Linked DNA regions of Gossypium hirsutum: region 1 is linked to region 2. Evidence: chromatin contacts called from public Hi-C data. All regions are on one chromosome and are shown on one strand. Each heading gives the region's core, a stretch centred on a gene start, on an enhancer-like site or on the middle of the called end of the contact. The rest is flanking DNA. Distances are from core to core; before and after follow the strand shown. Region 1 holds the start of LOC107893557 (monooxygenase 1). Region 2 has its middle 5.2 kb from the start of LOC107894831.

Region 1 (3,527 bases), core at 36-2,535, 190 kb after region 2:
TGAAAACAAATAATTTTTGTTTTGTTGCCATTGTGTCTGGTAGCACCAATATGTATTTTTAAAAACACATGTATTTTCACATGTATACATGTTAAAAAAACGAAAAAAATCTTTTATTGGTGCCGGCTGACACAACGATAGCATCGCTCAATTTTTTTTTTAATAACTCCCTATCAAAAAGAAATAGTTGAAGGTAAAAAAAAAATTATTGATGCCGCCTGAGACCCCGGCAACACTACTTAAAAAGAACCGCAGCTAGTAGTAAAACAAAATGGTAGATGGTAGTGAGACAAAATGGTAGCTGAGTAAGTTTCATTTCCCAAAGTTTCTCTTTTAATTTAGTTCCCCAACAATGAAATAAAACAGTAGCAGGCATTTTTCTTTCCTTTCTCTTCTTCAACTACTTTTTTTGGTGAGCATTTTTTTAAAAAAATTACAGTAGTACAGTCGATGTCTTAAGCGGCATCAATAAAAAATATTTTTTTTTCTTTTTTTTCGATGTGTATATCCATGAAAATATAGGTATTTTTTAAAATATATATTGGTATCACTTGACACAAAGGCGACACCAATAAAAAAGATTATCTTTTTAAAAAAATGTCGTGATTGTTGAATGATTGAGTAAAAAGTAGAGTGGTGCCCTCAATATATCAGACCTCACCCAATAATACAGCAAGCATTTTATTTTCATAATTAATTTATTTTCCACCCTAGTTTTATATTTAATTAATTTTAATATACTTTTATAAAAAAATACGGTTCAACTTTGATTAATATGTAAAAGTCAAACATTTAAAATATAAATTATGATTAAAAAACAAAACAAAAGAAAATGATGCTAAATCTATTTTTTCTTTTGGGAAACGATAGTGATAGTTAAAGATAAATTATATTACCACTAATTATTGAATTTCTATTTTGAACATTTAATTAAGAAAAGCTGTTAATAACAAAAAAAAATTTAATTAAATAATTATGAAAAGTTATAAAATATTTATTTAATAATTTTATTTTATTTTTTGTCATGAAAATTATACAATGTGTAATTGTTAAGAGTTAAAGTTATTATTATGTCAATTTTAAAAGCTACGACCATTTAATCGGTTAGTTACTAAAAAGATAAAATTAAATATTTAAATGATCATTTTGTAAATTTTTATAGTTGAGTAATTAAATATTTTATTAATGGGTGATATTTTGTAAAATTTTAAATAATTAATTAAAATTAAATTATTAATTATTAAATCACTATTTTATAATTTTTAGAATTTTTCATTCAAAAAACAGTTAGCAGACTTTGTCTAATAATAAAATATGTTTGTATCAAAATTTATGGTGGATTCAGAAGATATCTAAAACAGACACGGTGCTGAAGCATTCCATCTATAAAGCCCTCCTGCCCTTTTCACCAGCAAACTAAGTAGTCATGAATATTAGTGAACAAGAACAGGACATCGTCATCGTCGGCGGTGGTATTTCTGGCTTGGCTACCGCCCTTGCTCTTCGCAGGTTCTCCACTCTTCCGCCTCTTCCTCCTTCCCCCCATATTTTTCTTTGTTCATAAAACTCGCTCCTTTTCCGGACACTTGAAGGGAGAAGCTATCAACGCATTCAGTATACAGTGAATAAGTAGTATGTGTTTGTTGTATTTTGCAGGAAAGGAATAAAGAGCATGGTGTTAGAGAGATCGGAAACGCTGCGAGCCGCCGGCGTTGGCATCATTATGCAACCGAATGGGTGGCGTGCACTTGATCAGTTGGGTGTTGCCGCCAAGCTTCGGCAGACTTGCACTGAAATTCCATCGTAAGCTTAATTAGCACTCTCTTCAAAAGTTCTACTTAAATAGTTTAATTAAAATATTTTAGATGTCTTCTAAATCTTGAAGCTTTACTTCTCTAACGACGACTGAAAATTCTAATGCAGAGTTACCATAAACAGAAAAAAAAAATTGAAGTTGAAGTGTTTTCTTTTAAGAAAAGAAAATAAACAGAATTTATTCACATATTTTTGCCTTTAAGAAAATATAAGTCACTGTTAATATCTCCAAACTCGTGCAAAACTGTTTTAAATTTATTTTTTTAATTTTTTTTTGAATTATTTATTTTTTAATATAATTTATTTCTTTTTGAAAGTAGCAAAAGTAAAAAACCTTCATTAAATATTTAACTTTGTTAAAATAATACAAAACAAATAAATATTATTAATGCTAAAAAAATATAAAGATTTATCCAACCAAATAAAATTTAATATATCTATATTATTAATAAAACTTTTGTTAGTATAAGTTAACCGAATATTAATTTATTATATATTTATATTATTTCTAAATACATATTTATATTTAAATTTATCATATATTTATATTATTTTAAAACATGCATTTATATTTTAATTTTTTAATTCTCAAACAAATATGTATGTGTGATAAGATTTTTAATATATTTTAAAATTTTAAAATTTTTACAGAGGTAAACGGTATATTCATATTATTTTAATTAAATTGAAATACATATTACATTATAAAAAATTATATTTTAATAAATCATTTCGTGCCTATGAACTAAAGAAGACTACCATATCGTATTACGTTCCAAGTAAATAACGACTTTCGTTCTCGTTTCCATTTCTTATACCGGATCGATCCACTAATATATGTTCACAACTAATTTTTTTTTATATTTTATTACATTCCATCTGTATGTAATATTTTCTAAAATGTAATGATTTATTCTGATTTTTTATTAATATAATATAAAAATTAATTAATTATGAAAATTGTATAAAATTTAGATTAATTACAAAATGAGTTATTTTCTACAATATTCTTAAATATCATCAACCTATCAAGCCGTAAGAAAATATAAAATATTTTTAAATAAATATTATACAAATACAAAAAAAATGAAAATTAAAAATATTTATGACAGGAAATAAACGTCTCACACATCCGCGATACCATTTAAAAAATTAAAGTTTTTATTTCATTGGAATTGTTGACAGTAGATGGTGAAAAATCTATGGTGCTGGCGACGCCAAAAAAAAATACTGTACAGAACAATTCATTTTGCAGTTAATTTAAAATTTATATCATTTTCAAAATTAATTAATTTTTTAATTATTTTAATTAAAAAAACCCGAAATATTCTGAAGTTATACCGATATGGATGTAGGGGAGTATTTATATCAGTTGCTGAGGGCAAGTGTCGTGAATCAGAATTACCTCTTGGGTAAGTTGGAAACCCCTAGTTTTTAGTTTTTTTATGGCTATTAATGGAAGTAAAAAAAAAAAAGTAAATATATTTGACAGGAAAGGGGAATTACGTTGTTTGAAACGGATGGAGCTGATGAAGGCACTAGCGGAGGAATTGCCTGTGGAAAGTGTGTATTTGGGATGCCGAGCGGTCTCTATCCTACTTGACCCTCTTACTTCCAATCCCCTTCTTCAACTCCACGATGGCACTCTCATTAAAGCCAAGGTGTTATATCATAACTTTAATCTAAGTTACGGATAACTTATCATTTTATAC
Region 2 (3,931 bases), core at 872-3,371:
TTAAATTCATTTTTTTTTAAATTTAGATTCTAGACTTGTAGGAGTCATAATTGCAATAATCTATCAATTATAATTTAAGTCTAGAAGATGAGTTTTTTAATTGAAATACATAGAGGATTCCGACTTCCACTCGCTAGGAAGTCTTAGTTTTTATTATTTATTTGGTTCTTTGAGTAGAGCCCACACTTTAAGCTATTGAAAATTCAAGAATTAGAAAAATATCATTTAATTAAGAGCTTAAAGATTTTGAACTTCAATTTGAGTTTATCAGAAAAGCTATACACATTTCCAAAACCCATATGCAGCTATCTTTGGAACACAAATTAACACTTATTTAATCAAATTTATTATTTTAAAAATCACGGAAAAATCTATAGTACAAAAAAAGTTTCAAATTCCATTTATGCCAACTTTCATATGTTTTTCTAAATAATTTTCCAGCATTCCTCCCCTCCAAAATTTGTTTAGCTCTGAATTAACTCCTTGATAGAAAGATGGAATTTCAAAACATTGTATAGCAAATATGGGAATAACGGATGCAATTGACTTTGTAAGGATCTCCCTCCCTCTTTGAGAAACTAGTCTTCCTTTCCAATTTTGATTTTTAGAATGTAATTTATCCATGATAAACCTCAATGTTTGCCCCAAATAAATCAAGTTGGCTTTATGATTGGAATTCTATTCTTTCTTGGATTCCGTTTTTCACAATAGAAGAGGTATTTTGCGAAAATAAAATAGATGTTTTTGATCCATTCAAGGATTGGCTTATAACATCTTAAAATGGTTAAGAATACTAAAAATAACTTCACAACTTCGCTTTGTCACACTTGTGAAAAATAGATAATCGTCTGCAAACAAAAAGTGTGATAGTGTAGAACATCTTTAATTGTTTTTAAATGCTTTAAAATCACCTTGTAGCTCCAAAAGCTTTGAAAACATGTTTACCTCCACGAGAAAGAGGTAGAGGAGAGTGATCTCCTTGCAATAATCCCCTTATTAAAATAAAGTAACCTTTACTAGCCTCCATAAATAGAAGTATGAATTTAACTATTGAAATACATTCATGAATCCTATTGACCATCGTTTACAAAAACCCATTCTCTCCACTAATCTCTTGAAGAAGGATCAATTCACTTTATCATAAGTCTTGACAAGATCTAACTTGGTAGCCGTACATCCTTTTTGCTCCCACTTTCATTTTTTCAAGGCATGAAGGCCTCAAGGGTCGATAAGATATTATCTTGTATTGCTCTATCAGCAAAGAAAGTAGATTGTGTACATTATGTAACTTTCAAACTGAGAAATTTCATCCTTAAAGCAATGATTCAAGCTATAATTGTATAGACAGATTGCAACAACTGATTGGGCGAAAATTAGCAAGTGCTTCAGATTTTTTTTTTCAAGTTTGGATTAAGGATTATGTTATTCTTGTTAATATCATCGGATTACGGTTAAAGTTGAAGAAATATTTAATCAACTTTCATGTTTTCTATTTTTTTGGTATAAGTACAATTGTCTTCATCCATTTCAAGTAAAGCCTTCACGATAATGTCAATTTTAAAATTCAAACTTGATTCAAATAATGAGAAAAAACTCTTTTTATATCTTTATTTGAAATAAAAAAATTTAATTTGCGTGCCCTACTTAAATATATTCTAATTTAACTTTAGATTGTATTATTTACAAATATGATTGTGCTTTTACTTCTAATTATATTTATAAACTCTTTAAAGAAAATTCATGACAAAATTATTGATCTTTCGTTGCTCTAACTAAATTTTTTTAATAGATTAGTTGTAATTTTCTAAGGCATGAGATTTGTTATATAAATTTTGATTTTTTGTTGGCTATTCATCTTAGCTAATTCTTTCTATAAATCAGTATAAAAAAATTGATTTCAACTTGTAACCGTAAAACTTGTAATTTCCTGGAGGTGTTGTTTCTCAGGTTAGCTGCACGACAGCTTCATTGGACCTTGGCTCTCTCTCCCCTCCTCTTCTGCCGCGATGGTGATTATTTAAGTAACAATATTTCAAGGTTTCTTTGTGAACTAAACATTGGGCTTTGATATGTATTTATTTGGGCTTTGGCCCATTTCCTTTATACTTACTCTATGATAGATGCAGTTCAATGTATTTATTTGGGCTATGACCCATATCTTTTGTACTAACTCTATGGTGGATGGAGTTCAGTTGACTAAAAAAATTAATTAACTTGTAATTGCAAAACCATTCATTCAACATTTACTTCATCATAGTGTTTACTATGTATCTTGATGTATTTTCAATGTTGGAAAGTATTTTTTTCCGTATAAGTCTTTACATTCTTACAGAATTTTCGTACATTTCAAATTTATTTTTATTCAGTTATTTAAAATCTGTACTTCTCTATTTATTTAAATTGAACTATTAAAATCATTTACTTCAAATAAATAATTATTACATATTTCATTTATCATCATATGTAACACCCCACACACGGCTTAGACATTATGGTCGAATCTTGAAAAATTATGTAAACTCGTTTTAAACTCCAGATTTTAAACTAGAAAATTGTGTGTTTCGAAAATATTAACTTTGACAAATCTCTTACAATTTTTCAAAAAAATACGCGTTGAACTTATTTATTTAACAACAAAAAACACTTATTTAATTACTTAGTTTTACAATGGAAATTTCAAAGTTGTTAATTTTTAAATTATGATTTCAAAATGAGAAAACATATAATTTACAAATTATGGAAAACAAAATCCAGCAGAAAATCCAAAGACAAAAAATAAAGTCCAAAACATTTTTATAGTCCAAAAAGTCCAGAATTAAGTTTAAAATTATAAGTTGTCTTTTTATTTAGTTAAAATCTAATCCGTTCTCCCGCACACCGCCTGATCCTAAGTTTGTTGATTACTTGAGAAGATAAATTATTGGATGAGCTAATAAAGTTCAATGTGTAACTTAGCCCTCATGCACATAACAGATATTAGACAATCATGCAGATTCAATAACTAAACAGACATAGATGGCATAACATTTTTATGCAATGCAACATATTAAATAGATCAGACACAAATGGTATTGGATTGCCGGTACGTCCTGTGGCGCAGCGGAGAAAATATTCTAGCAATCATCAACCACAAATCCATGTACGAGGATCGAGTCTAGTTGAAATAGGGTTGAAGATATACCTTAGAAAACTGAAGAATGGCGAATAACGTTGTTGGTTGAATTCCTTCGGGTGATGTCAGTCCGAGTTGCAACAAAAAAAAATTTGTCTTGGCCTCTACGTAGTCCACCTAGTTAAACACGAATAGTAAAAACTATTTGAACTCTTCCAAAGAGAATCCAAAATCCAGCTACTAAACCCTTTGAATTTTTCTTGCTTATTCACTCCCACATGATCAGGGATTATCTTCCTTTTATTAATATCATATATTAGAACGGAATAATTCCCTTTTTACTTTATAGAGAAAATCATGGAAGATATTGAAATTATATTCTTCCCAAAAGAATACTAACTTTCATAAATATTAACTTTGGAAAAAAGTTGTGAATTGTATCACCAGGTTATACTATCCGTCAGGTAATATTGTTCGTCGAGCGATATTATCCACTAGGTGATTCTTATCCGCCAATGATAAGAATCCATCATAGTTTTATGTAAGAGGGTATACACCCATTCTATTTGTGTGAAGTTTGTTCACTTTAACCATTGGGTGTGAACCTATAAGTTCTTGTAACGTTTGTAGTAAAACTAGAACATTTCTAATGTTACAAGAAATGAGTGACATCTAGCAATGCATCAGTACTACCCAAGTTACAATAAGTCGTGATTCGACATAACATTTCTGTGATAAACTTTTCATGTATCATATCCTTTTATCATTTATATCTACATTGGAAACAAGTCATGGAATAGTCACAATTGTATAGTCCAA

The links. A called contact is a pair of places that touch in the nucleus more often than the background predicts.
Region 1: a contact with region 2 is called in a Hi-C map of leaf, with 2.0 times the contacts expected there. The contact joins the promoter of LOC107893557 here to the enhancer-like site in region 2. A contact is called at or near these places in 2 of 34 Hi-C or Micro-C datasets (both in leaf).

The regions. Positions count from the first base shown.
Region 1 is chrA13:88,472,774-88,476,300 of Gossypium_hirsutum_v2.1, forward strand. It overlaps LOC107893557 (monooxygenase 1), which reads left to right and starts at 1,286. Exons shown (of 6, transcript XM_016818588.2): 1 at 1,286-1,509; 2 at 1,657-1,803; 3 at 3,171-3,227; 4 at 3,308-3,476. The coding sequence starts at 1,427.
Region 2 is chrA13:88,281,065-88,284,995 of Gossypium_hirsutum_v2.1, forward strand. No RefSeq gene overlaps it. Among protein-coding and RNA genes, the nearest start is that of LOC107894831, 5.2 kb to the left of the region's middle. Within about 2 kb of position 2,122, at least 3 of the 9 cell types and tissues checked have an H3K27ac peak or open chromatin away from gene starts, as enhancers often do. A contact at or near this core is called in leaf, where this site is marked.